Linked DNA regions of Mus musculus: regions 2 and 3 are each linked to region 1. A link is a contact called in public Hi-C data. All regions are on one chromosome and are shown on one strand. Each heading gives the region's core, a stretch centred on a gene start, on an enhancer-like site or on the middle of the called end of the contact. The rest is flanking DNA. Distances are from core to core; before and after follow the strand shown.

Region 1 (3,947 bases), core at 482-2,981:
CAGGCCAGGCCATCCTTGGGGAAAATGGGGAAGTAGATGAGATCAGAACCTGATTCCTCACCCTCCTTTTCTAGCCGGCTTTACCTTCCCACCCAGGGTATAGCAGTTACTTGCTCCCAGGAGACCCCTTCCGCATCGGAATTCCCAGTTTCCCAGCAGATGACATTTGTCTCCACAGAGATCACTTCCAAGGGAAACATCAACACAGAATTTCCGGGCTGTGGTTGTAGCTGGGATTGGGGGTAGGAGGAAGGAGGCAGCCAAGCCCCCCCCCACCCCCCCACCCCCCGCCCCAGGACAATCCCAGTCCCTCCTATCCGAATGGGGGCCAGTTACACCCTACTGTTCCCAAACCCTGGAGAGTACAAGATGTGTACAGATAGCGTTCCTGTTCTAAAGAGTGGAAGCTCAAAGAGATGAGGTCACAGAATTAAAACAGGCAGCCACGGGAATTCATCCGGGATCAGGCCCGGGACTTTTAAACGGAAATACAAAAAGTATGGTACCCCAGATTCGTCCATCATCCATGGCACCTCAGAAAGTGCTAGAAGACTTTCGCAGAAATCGCTTTCTACTCGGTGCAGCTTCAAACCCCACCCTTCCCGATCTTCTCTTAGGACTGGGCTGGGCGGGATGACAGGACATTCCCAACCTTGTGTAGCTCTGGGCAGTGTTCCAGGTCTTGAGGTGGGGGGTAGGGAAGAGCACAAAAGTAGGAATCCCTTCCGAATGGTTGTTCCCAAGCCATTTAATTTCACACACTTCAGACTGCATCTGCGTCTGGGTATCCCGCCAATCATTTGCACCCGAGCACTCTAGACCCTCCTCACACACCAGGCTCTTCAAAGGCCAGTCCAAAGGTCCCCAGCCGATCCAGTGGGGTGGCAGATGGGATCTGGTGGCGCCTCAATCCTCCAGGCAGAGAGTTAGCTGCTGGATGGGCCTGCCTAAAGTTGTAGGTGCTTCTTATCTACCACCCTACTCCCCACCCCCGCCCCCACCCCCACTCTCGGTCCCAGAACCTGAGGGCGCAAGCTGGGGTTTAGGCAGAGCAGCGGTGCTTCGTGGTGCATGGGGCTGGCTGGGCCAGGGCAGCGAGTGCTTGCATCCAAAGTTCAGCCTAGGCTAGAGCCATGGCTACACGGACATCTCGGGCTCGAACACACCAAACCCTCCCAGCCGCACATTGTGCACTGCTTCCCCCCCCCCCCCCCCCCCCCCCCGCTAACAAAGTCTGGATTTGAAAGTTTGGCCAAGTTCGGCAGTCACCAAGGCCGCCCCCTTTCCTTGCAGAACCTAGTTTCACCCTTAGTCCCTGCTGGGGGATCCGCACGCTCGTGGGGGGTGTTCATTTCAGCATGACATCCACGACGTCCCGTAGCCCTATCCGGAGCACCCAGGGCTCTCGGGGATCAAGCTGAGCAAAAGAGGCAGGACGCGGGCCACCTGGGGAGCGGCGGGCACGGGTTGCCACTTACCCGGCAGGGTGGGCGCTCGAGGGCGCTTCGGCGCGTCGCATCGTGGGGCAGGCGATTGGGGACGCAGCGACCTCCGCGTGGCGCTGGCGCTGTCCCTCGCCGAGGGCCGGGCTGGGCGCCGCCGCCAGCCGCGCGCCCAGTGGGGAAGCGCGGGGCCGCTGCCTTCCACTTCCTGGATCGCAGCGCGCGGGGCTCGCAGGAAGAGGCCGGCCTTGGTGGTCAAGGGTTTTTTGTCAGAAGCCATTCGGCCGTGGCTGCTCGTAGCAGGGAGCCCCCTGGGGCGCGCGGAAGCCGGGCCGCGCCCCTAGGGCCGGGCCTGGCGGCGGGCGGTGCCGGGGTCGAGGACAGCACGGACTGTGGCCGCCCGGAGCCTGCGAGCGAAACTCACAGGAAAGTCTCCAAGTTGGCACCGGATAGCAAGGCACTCAGGGCTGGCAGGTGACGAGGCCCACGGCCCAAATGGGACCTCCTTCATCCCGGGGGAGCCACGACCCATACCCACTCCCGCCCCCAAGGCGGGGCACCTCCTCCACGTCCCTGACAGGTGGCCATCCTGTCTCTCCTTGATACCTTCTCTGTTGATAAGATCACTGTTTAACAAAGCAGATATCGTCCATGAAGCCTGACATCTAAGGCACCTGTGCTGAGTACAGCACCCAGTGAGAGACTAAAGGAGAAAACTTGCTAGCTTACACAACAACCGCGAGTCGTAATGCCTCCTTTTTTAAGCGCCCAGACACTCAAAAATGTCTCCTGAGCTAGCTAAGCCTGTGAGACCAGGTAATAGCGGACCTCAAGATATCACCTTGTTTAATTCATTCCCAGCCTGGGCATTATTTAGACTGCTGGGGACAGATTAAATGTTTTGTGCTTGGGACTGTCTTGTGCATTGTGCATTGTAGGAGTAACCCAACTTCCATCCACATCCTTGGCCTCTACCCACGATTACACAGGAGTGCTAGAGTGTCCACACACCCTCACAACCACTTCTCTTTTGGCATTTCCTCCAAATCAGCCTGTGGAAGTGAGAGGAAAGGCTTAGTTAACAGTCTCCTGCTGGGAGTGGTAAATGGGCCAGCTGATTTGGGAAGCAGCCTTGGCAGTTCCTCAGAAGGGGAAACTACGTACCCAAAGGGGCTTATTTCAGCTTTCAATTCCAGGTTACAGTTCATTATGGGGAAGTCAAGGCAGGGGGAGGGGGGGGATGTCAAAAAGCTGGTCACATGACATCCAGAGCAAAGAGAAATGAATGTAACCATGTTTACCTGGCTTGTGATCAGCTCACTTTCTCCACTCTTACATAGTTCAGGGCACCCTGTATAGGGAATGGTGCTGCCCACAGTGGGTTGAGTCTTCCCGCACCAATAACTTAAGTAAGACAGTCCCTCACCAGCATACTCATAGGCCTAACTAAATGCAGACAATCCCTTACTGAGAATTTCTTCTCAGTGATTCTAGGTTGTGTCAAGTTGACAAATTAAAGCTATCTATCATAGTGTGTCCATGCAAAACCTTATATATGACTGTTCATATCAGCCTTTATTTGTGTTATCCAGAGCTGGAGCTAGAGTTCAGAGGTAGAATGGTTGCCTGGCATGTGTCTGAGAGGCCCTATGTTGAAGGAAGAAAGAAAGAAAGAAAAGAAATACAAACAATTTACAGTAGCCAGTATGTGGGAGCAACCAAGCATTCATCAATCGATGAATATGTAAATAAGATCAGGGATCATCAGTCAGGGACTGTTATTGAGCCACAGAAAGAATGGGGCCCCAACAATGGTGCTTCTGCACAGATGAGTCTTGAAAGCATGCTAAGTGACAGAAGCCAGTCGTTAAACACATTCCTTTTGCATGAAGTGTTCAGAGTAGGCAATTTCACGGAGACAAACAGTAAACTAGTGTTCGCTAGAGGTGGGGTGGGGTGGGGTGGGGTCGGGGAGTGGGGAGCAACTGGCAATGGCTATGGAGTTTCTTTGGGGGTGATGAAAATGTTTTTAAATTGACTGTGGTATTCATTGCACAACTTTGTGGCTGTGTCTGAAAACCATCAAATTATACACTTTAAGCTGTTGAATTGCATCCCAATCAAACTAGCTTTTCTTTTTGGAAGGCACAAAAAAGTGTGGTCTCCAGGGAGCAACCTTAGCCACTCTGACCTACACAACTTCCCCACCGAGCACTCAGATTGCTGCCAGCCATCCCCTCAGGGCACTACCAGGCCCTATAGGCATTTCTTCTCCGAGGTTAGCTCTTCCCTGAGCCACAGTCACCTCTCTATCATCTCTGTCAACAATCCTGTAGTTTTCTGCTTGAAAGCTGGGCACAGAAGGCAGTCACGTGTTCAAATCCAGTCCCAGGACTCTTTAGGCAACAGCCAGTACAGCTTTCTCAGAGATTCCATTGCTCATCTGTAATAGATGAGCACAGATGAGAGAAGGAAGAGAGCATCCCTTCAGGGAGAAATCTTTGG
Region 2 (3,947 bases), core at 402-2,901, 61 kb after region 1:
GACAGATAGATAAACACATCCCACTGTTGGTACTGTAACCTCTCTGGTCAAGGACAGACAGGCAGGTACCCATGCCCCCACAGGGCCCTGACCCATCCAACACTTATGTGTGAGGGGTGACTCACCGCAATGAGCACAATGACAGAGAGCGTGTAGTACACAGAGTCACGGCACACAGCCCACCACGTCAACCGCACCACCTGCCAAGCCAGAGAGAAGTCGTCAGCTGCTATTGCCAAGGCTGGGAATGGGGCCAGCCTCCCAGAGAGCAGAAGGATGGGCCTCAGGGTGCTTCCCTGGATACCTCTAGCTCTTGGCTACAGTTGGTGAAGACAACAGAACCCAGTAAAGTTCTCAGGGGTGGGGAAAACAGAAACTGGCCTACTCCTCTGGAGTGGTGGCCAGGCATATTTCATAGCAAAAGCTGGCATAAATGGTATATTTTGGGTACTGCTTTAGGTAGAGACCTGAAGCAGCACCATGTCTCATCAGCTGCCTACCTCTGTTGTCCTGAGCAAGAGGTAGGTCTTGGCCATCTTCCTCCGTGAGACAAGCCTAAGATTCTGGTCTCATGTAAAATAGAGTCTGATCACAGCTAGCCTCGTGCCTGCAGAGGAGGTGAGCAGCCCAGGTAGCTGTAAGCCCTCACTCAAACCAGGGTCCAGGAAGGCCCTTCTTAAATAGCCGTTGCTGTTGAATGAATGCCCACCCATAAACTGGTCAGGCCCACTACCATGGCTCCAGCTTCTCAGGCTCTCACAGTGATGGACAGGAAGGAGTGTCATGGCTACTTCACAGGAGAGACCACGGGTCTAGAGGAGAACGTAGATATTCTCCAAGCCACGGAGAGTGACATGACCAGACTCATTAGGGTGTTGCTATTGTCACCCCAACCATGGGAGAAACTCACCCGCATCCTACAAGACACTGATCAGCTAGGCAGAGAGAAAAAAAAAAACCCTACTGACCTGTCCAGCAAAGAGTCCACACACTCCAATGATACATAGGATGTTGAACACAGCAGAGCCCACAATCGTTCCTACACCGACATCTCCGTGGGTGATGAACACACCTGGAATATGAAAGAGATAATGGTGGAGCCAGACAGAGTGGAGCCCTGGGAACCAGTTCCTTCCATGCACTTATCAAATTAAATGTTTCATCATCACCATCATCATCGTTAGTATGGTGTGTGTGCTTTTGCATGTGTGTGTGTGTGTGTGTGTGTGTGTGTGTGTGTGTGGTAGCACCTGTCAGAGGACAGCTTTCAGTAGTGGGTTCTCTCCCTTGGTATGAGAGATTGAACTCAAGTCTTCAGGCTTGCACAGCAAGCACTTTTACTGGGTTTAGCCATCTCAGTGGCCAGAGCCCAGGTTTTTGAATGACGTTATTGAAGACATAATTCACATGTCTAATGGTGCAGCAGTTTGGCAGATCCACAAAATTATATAACCAAAGCTATCATCTAGTTTTAGGACATTTTCATCTCATAAGAAGCCCAGTGCTTGGTAGGACCCCACATTCTAAGAAATCACCAATCTACTTCCTGTCCCTCTGACCCCCTTGGGTTTACAAGTGAGGAAATGGAGACTTGGAGCTGGTAAATGCCCCACTGCCCTGGGCAGTCAGCCCTGGCTCTCTCTGCATGGTGCCCCAGCTGCCTTTATCAATGTCCTTACCAATGACAGAAGCAAACAGCTCTGGTGTCGAGCTTCCTGCAGCCATGAAGGTGGCACCTGCCACATCTTCACTCAGATGAAGTTTCTGAAACAAAGAGAACACAGGCAACTGGGTTGTGACAAGGGAGGGGAGCACGCAGCCCCTGGGCAGGTGGATGGCAGAAAGCTCTCAGTGACACAGTGTGGATCTGAGCCTGGCACCGTAGCCAGAGCTTCTCTGCCCAAAGCACACACCCCATACCCCTCTTCCAGGCTTCAGTGCTCCCCTCTTCCAGGCTTCAGTGCTCCCCTCTTCCAGGCTTCAGTGCTCCCCTCTTCCAGGCTTCAGTGCTCCCCCCTTCCAGGCTTCAGTGCTCCCCTCTTCCAGGCTTCAGTGCTCCCTTTCCCTTGGACCCATCTGCCTTCTCTTCATTTCCTTTATGCTCCTAGAGCCCTGTCCACGACCCTTGAGGAAGCCTTCCCTGCATCCCCAGGGCCAGCCATACCCTCTCAGAAGGCACCTGAGAAGAATTTCTTTTTCCTAGAACCCCCTCCCCTCTGCTTGCTGAATGTGCTTCCCACTTCTCTGGCTGGTACAAACATCATCTTCCTCCAGGAAGCCTTCCTATGTCTCTCCCCAACAGTGACAATCCACCCTCTTAGCTTCCTTACCATCTAAGGCAAGAAGGCTCTACTCTTATTGAAATAGATTCTGTGATTCACAGGCAGCTTACAGTAAGTACATATGCTTACCTTTGCCTCTAGACCATGAAGACAGAGCTGGCATATGCCACCTGTGGGTCTCTAGAACTTAGAAGAGGTTGGAGTAGACAGTGCTACACAAACAGGATCTAGAAGCTATCCTGAGGCTGTGGGACCTGGGTCCCCAAGACATTTCCTGGCTCCTGCATTCTAGATGTTTCTCCATGGCAGACTCCCAGAGTCTGTCCCCAGGATTGATCTGGCATGGGACAAAGCTGGGAACATTTTGTATGAGTCTCTCATGTTCAGCAAGGCCATGTTCTGGCCTTGGAGGTCCACTATCCGATCCAAAATGGAAGACAGAGGATCTAGGTAGCCCTAGGCAGCCTGGGCTCTGGAGTGCTGCAGGAAGTTTGGGTCAGCATCTTCTCCCCACTGGTCTGTTAGCTACAGAAGGGTCAGAGCTCTGGGCTCCATACAGGCTAGGGACTCAGCACTGCTCCCTAAGGGGTCAGTGCTACCATCTCAATGCTGACAAAGGGAATGCTCTGTAGAGATGCCCACCTGGCACTGCAGCCACCTCTGCAGGACTAGGGTCATGCTGCCTGCTGTTCTGCCACCTCTTGGCTTTGGCCTGCACTCTCCTTCCTAGAACCCTTTCTTCTCTGCTTGCTGAGCGTGCTTCCCACTGCTCCAGCCTGTATGAATATCATCTCCTCCAGGAAGCCCTCCTATGCCTCTCCCCAACAGTGACATTCCACCCCTTAACTTCCTAGACATCTAAGGTCCTTAAAGAAAGACTAGGGCCAGCACCCACCCTTAACTTACGCTCTGTCCTCATGGCCACAGGTAACCCTGACATCACCTGCATCCTCAATGCTTGCCACCCCAGCTCACTTTCTATGGGTATCTTTCAGCCCTGAGGTCAGAGGCCCCAAACCTATTTTTATGGTTTTCCCAAACTATCAGCCTAGGAGGGGCCTGGATGTGTGCTCATTATACATTAGTCTGATATAAGCTATCTCCCAAAAGGCTCCTGGGTTAAAGGTTTGATTCCCAGTGCCCTAGTATTCAGAGATGGGCCTCAGGAAATGACTGGAGAAAGTGGACTCTGGCTTCATCAGTGAATTAAGTCACTGATGGAGTCATAGTTTTGATGCTGTTATCTAAAGGCACTGGAAACTTTTGGAGGTGGGACCTAGAGAAAAGAGTGGGTCAATGGGAGTGTGTTCTTGCTGTAGTAATTCATCATCAATATCTGTCTCTTCAGTCTCTGATTCTGGCCACCATATATGGGTAGCTTTGTTCTACCACTTCCTCCCACAACGTCTGCCTCACACAACCTAGAAACAATGGAGCCAGCCGATCATGGACTTAAACCCCTGGCATCATGAGCCTAAATCAGTATCTTCTTCCTTAAATTAGTAGGTCAGGTGTCTTGTCAGAGAGGCAAAGGTCTAACTCATACAAGCTAGGACCCAGGGCTGTGTTTTTCCTAGGTGGAGGCAACTTCTAGGAAGCAGAGGCAGCCACAGCACCCTGGCAGGAACCACTGTGCCCCAGCCTCCACTCTAGGGGTCCTGAGAG
Region 3 (3,947 bases), core at 552-3,051, 47 kb before region 1:
TTCCAGCTAAAATATGGAGTCTCTATGTCAACTCTTCCTTTATGGATAACACCTGTTCATTGACTTGAGCTGTCTCCATTCAAAAACAGGTCAGACTGCATTCTAGGGTTTTGGGCGGTACCAAGAGTATGGAGAGAAGTCATATTCAAGAGTAAGAGAAGTAAGTCAAAGGCATTCTGGCCACGTGGCCATGCCTATCACGTGGTCATGCCCACATGGATCTCTACTGCCCAGGAGGACGCATCCAAGATCCCTCCCCTTTGCATCTAGAGGTGATGATCCCCCATACCAATCAGCATGAGAATTTGCCATAGTTGCTCAGGAGATGGACTGTTCTCAGATGCTGATGTGTTCAAGTTGATGTAAACCCACCCACACCCCCGAGAGTGAAGATTTACTCAGAATTGGTGCACAGACCCTTCTAAAGCCAGGGTCAGTGGGCCAGAGGCACTGGGTAGGAGTGGTCAGACTGCGGCTTAGGCCTTGAGCACTGCGTAGCCCACTTCCTGCATGGGCCTGGTCATGCCACTGCCTCAGGCCTGCTCTGCTAGACACAATCCCAAATAGTTTTTCTTCTTCTTCTTCTTCCTTTATTCAGCAACCACTAGGAAACTGCCACCCCATGGATATGTCTATCACCACTTCTGTGCATATTAGTAAAACCAGGTTCAGCTGAACGGTCTTTATCTGGAAATTTGAAATCTGAAATGTTCCAAATTCCAAGACATTTTTTTGGCCCACCAACATTATGCCATGAATGAAAAGTACATCTGATGTCAACTGACAAGTTAAAAGGCAGATGCCTTGATATATATATATGAAATATCTTCCAGGATATGTGCATACTGTATGCATACAACATAACCAAGTTTCCTTGTTAGGCTTAAGCCTCATCCCCAAGACCATGTTACACATGTGCAAACTATTTCAAAATCCAGGGAGAGTCTGCAACACTTTTGGTCTCAAGCATTTAGGATAAGGGATGCTTTTGTTGTAGTGTCCTCTAGGGTAGGATGTTCATACCAGCCATCAAGGGGCAGCATTGCCTCCCAGAAATTGGCATAGCTTCACTCATCCTTCATTTGGCTCCTTCAACAGGCTCCTTCCCTGCTATAAATCCCCCTGTAATCTCTGGGCCACTTTCCCTTCCTGCTGCCACTGTATGAGGAGAGATGATTCTTCCTGTCCTACTGGGCTCCAGTCTGGCCATGTGGCCTGTTTTGGTCAATGAGTTGTAGGGGAAGTGGTGGCTGCATTTCTGAGTGGAACCTTCTAGAGTCATTATGGAACTCTACTTTCTCATGTTTCAGATGGGTAGAGCTCTGCAGCAACAGTGGAAAGATCCAGTGAAAACATACTCATGTTACTATGTCTTTGAGTGTTTTAATCAGATGTATTCTATAGTACATCCATGCTACTTTGTGTGTAAGCAACTAAAGGTGTAGGGCAGCCTGTTACCACTACAAGCATGGCTTAGCTGACAGAATCAGGATTTTTCAAAGAAGAATCTTTGTAAGGAATCGGGGAAAGAAGCTGGGCAGTGGTGGTGCACACCTTTAATACCAGCATTCAGGAAGCAGAGGCAGGCAGATGTCCGGGTTCAAGGACAGCCTGGTCTACAATGTGAGTTCCAGGATGGCCAGGGGAACACAGAGAAATGCTGTCTGGAAAAAACATAAAAGAAAAAAAAAAAAAGAAACTAGGGAGGGGATTTAAAGTGCCTCAGAGCACAGCTGTGGTCAAAGCAAGACTCACTTTTGGGACACCCCCTGGTTTCCTCCCTCGACTTTGCATGGGGAAACCCAGAAAGCTCCAGTTCTAGGCCTGGGCCCTTCCATTGCCCACTTCCCCTTGAGGGCACCCCACTGAAGTTAGCTTGGCCACAGAGCCTCACGATCACCCTACATGATCTGGATAACTAAGTCCTTCCAGGACTCTCTGAGGAAAGGCACCATCACTATCCCTACCTCACAGGCAGGGAGGCCGGGGGGCCGGAGACATGAAGCGTTTTTGCCCAGTCACACAAGTGGCAAGAGACAGAGGTGAGAGAAACCAAGCTATGACATCAAAGGCACAGAATTCAAAAAGAGGGAGGAGCATGGAACTTAGAGACAGTTGAGGCAGAGAAACAGCCCAGCCAATGCCCTTGCTCTGGCAGCAGACCTCAAAAGAAAGAGGTTTAGGAGCAGCAGAGTAATATAAAGAGAGAACAAAATGAAATACCCAAGCGGTGGGCACCTCTGTGTTTGTGGCCAACGTGTTGGAATAAGGATTGAAGAACCAGCTTACACAAATGGCTTCGGTTTGCATTTTGACTATCTTCAAGGCAAGGCTGAATGCTGAATGCTGAACTTGAAGCCTGAAAATGCATGGAATTCTACCATGTGGCCTGGGAGAAAACCAAGAACCTGGGATGTTAGTGCTCCCATTTCTGAGTAGTCTGGTTTGACCATCTCGGCAGAAATGAAGATTTTTTTTTTTTCCCCTCAGGAGACACTCATGTCCCTTCTCTGGGCTATCACACAATTGAAGTAGTGAATTCTCAGCTAGGACGAGGAGAAGCCTGGGGCCCTGCAGCCAGCTAGAGGAGGATTTATTTCCTGGAAAGAGAGTTCACAGATTTCTGATAACTTGTCAGACAACCTTGCAGGACACACTGGGGTCCAGACAGTGACATGTTGGGCAGAGGGCCATGCCTCCGTCAAGATGGCTTAGTTACGCATGCCTCGTACCCTCCACTTAACCTAAACCCCATCTCAGCATCCCGAAGATGGACTTGTGGAGGATGGTCGCTGGATCTCTCAAGTTGTTCGTCTTCCCACAGCGAGGAGCTCTCCTTTCTCATCCTTACATCATTACGCATCTGCTTCATTTGCCTATTGAGGACAGGTGGCCAAGCCCAGCTCACAGTTCTGGTAATACACATCCATCCATCTTGACAAAACTTCACTCAGCTAAACTTTCACAGCTCCTGGACCTTCTCAGACACCCTTCATATACTGCCTGTTCTAGCAACGACCCCTCTAAGTGTGACAGGAACCTCCACCCTACCTGTCCGACCGTCATTTAGACCCAATCAGGCTTTTCTTGTTTCCCATCCCCTAGAAGAAGGGACAATCTGTCCATCTTCAGCCAGCATCCCATTAGATCTTTCATCCACCTTGCTATAAGTTCCCACCTGTGCAAGCTGAGTCGGGACTGGGCCGGTTCTGCACGTGAGAGCCCAATGGCTGCAATGTTTCTGAACTGAATCTGTCTTAACCCTGCTAACCACCATCTCACACTTACTTGCCTTCATAAGGCTCTGAATTGGAAGTGGGACATGAAATCAAACTCGTGCCCTGGTTTCCAAGGGCTGGGTTGTCTTTAAGGTGCAGAGGCCTAGATGTGATGCCCCAAAGGCAGCAGCCAGCCAGCAGAAAAGGCACATAGGACAAAGGAGCAGAGAAGAATTCCAGACAGCTCCAGGGCCAGCTCCAGTCTCGCCTCTCACCTCTAAAACCCTCAGGCACCCTGCCTTGATCCTGTACTTTCTCCACACGGCCCTGGGCATGCCCCCATCTGAGCAGTTTCCAATCCTAGAGCTAAAACTCACTCGCTCAAGGCATGTGGGTCCCTAAATGTACAGAGGAAACTAAGATGTGGCAGCCTAGTCCTGAAGTCATGACTCTCAGTAAGAGGCAGGGGGATCCCGAAATCCTAGCCCAGCAGTTTGTGCCTACTGGTCAACCTTCTCTTGGGGTCAAAAACACATCCAGCATCATGTGGCCCCAGAGACACCGTGAAGGTCACATTCTCCAGGCCATATGAAAAATGACCCAGGTTCTTGGGGAACAAGAGACAATCCAAACAACCCCACCCTTTCTGAGTCATCAAAGGACACAATGTACTTCAGTGGTTTGGAAAAACCGAAACACTCCCCATCCTCTTTGAGAACCCCACCCCCA

The links. Hi-C and Micro-C count contacts between places; a contact is called where the count stands out from the background.
Region 2: a Hi-C map of the C2C12 cell line shows a contact between it and region 1, with 2.0 times the contacts expected there. The contact joins the enhancer-like site here to the promoter of Rin3 in region 1. A contact is called at or near these places in 1 of 39 promoter capture datasets (the 3T3-L1 cell line), 1 of 15 datasets of contacts at CTCF or cohesin (large pre-B cells), 3 of 484 Hi-C or Micro-C datasets (the C2C12 cell line, myocytes and uterus), 5 of 115 datasets of contacts at active chromatin or transcription factors (bone marrow-derived dendritic cells, embryonic fibroblasts, embryonic forebrain and 1 more) and 4 of 9 other capture datasets (adipose tissue, embryonic stem cells, liver and 1 more).
Region 3: a contact with region 1 is called in a Hi-C map of Th2 cells, with 1.5 times the contacts expected there. The contact joins the enhancer-like site here to the promoter of Rin3 in region 1. A contact is called at or near these places in 2 of 39 promoter capture datasets (neutrophils and pre-B cells), 1 of 15 datasets of contacts at CTCF or cohesin (CD8 T cells), 56 of 484 Hi-C or Micro-C datasets (the 4T1 cell line, the AML12 cell line, B cells and 38 more), 20 of 115 datasets of contacts at active chromatin or transcription factors (the 230-238 cell line, DN3 thymocytes, the HPC-7 cell line and 13 more) and 4 of 9 other capture datasets (adipose tissue, embryonic stem cells, liver and 1 more).

What each region holds. Positions count from the first base shown.
Region 1 is chr12:102,280,858-102,284,804 of GRCm38.p6, reverse strand. It overlaps Rin3 (Ras and Rab interactor 3), which reads right to left and starts at 1,731. Exons shown (of 10, transcript NM_177620.4): 1 at 1,479-1,731. The coding sequence starts at 1,519.
Region 2 is chr12:102,219,860-102,223,806 of GRCm38.p6, reverse strand. Slc24a4 (solute carrier family 24 (sodium/potassium/calcium exchanger), member 4) reads right to left here. Exons shown (of 17, transcript NM_001362345.1): 5 at 1,680-1,764; 6 at 969-1,072; 7 at 126-200. Among named protein-coding and RNA genes, the nearest start is that of Gm25203, 32 kb to the left of the region's middle. Within about 2 kb of position 1,651, at least 11 of the 459 cell types and tissues checked have an H3K27ac peak or open chromatin away from gene starts, as enhancers often do. A contact at or near this core is called in the C2C12 cell line, where this site is marked.
Region 3 is chr12:102,328,240-102,332,186 of GRCm38.p6, reverse strand. All of the region lies in intron 3 of Rin3 (Ras and Rab interactor 3), which reads right to left. Among named protein-coding and RNA genes, the nearest start is that of Rin3, 47 kb to the right of the region's middle. Within about 2 kb of position 1,801, at least 21 of the 459 cell types and tissues checked have an H3K27ac peak or open chromatin away from gene starts, as enhancers often do. A contact at or near this core is called in CD8 T cells, the P5424 cell line, T follicular helper cells and 4 more, where this site is marked.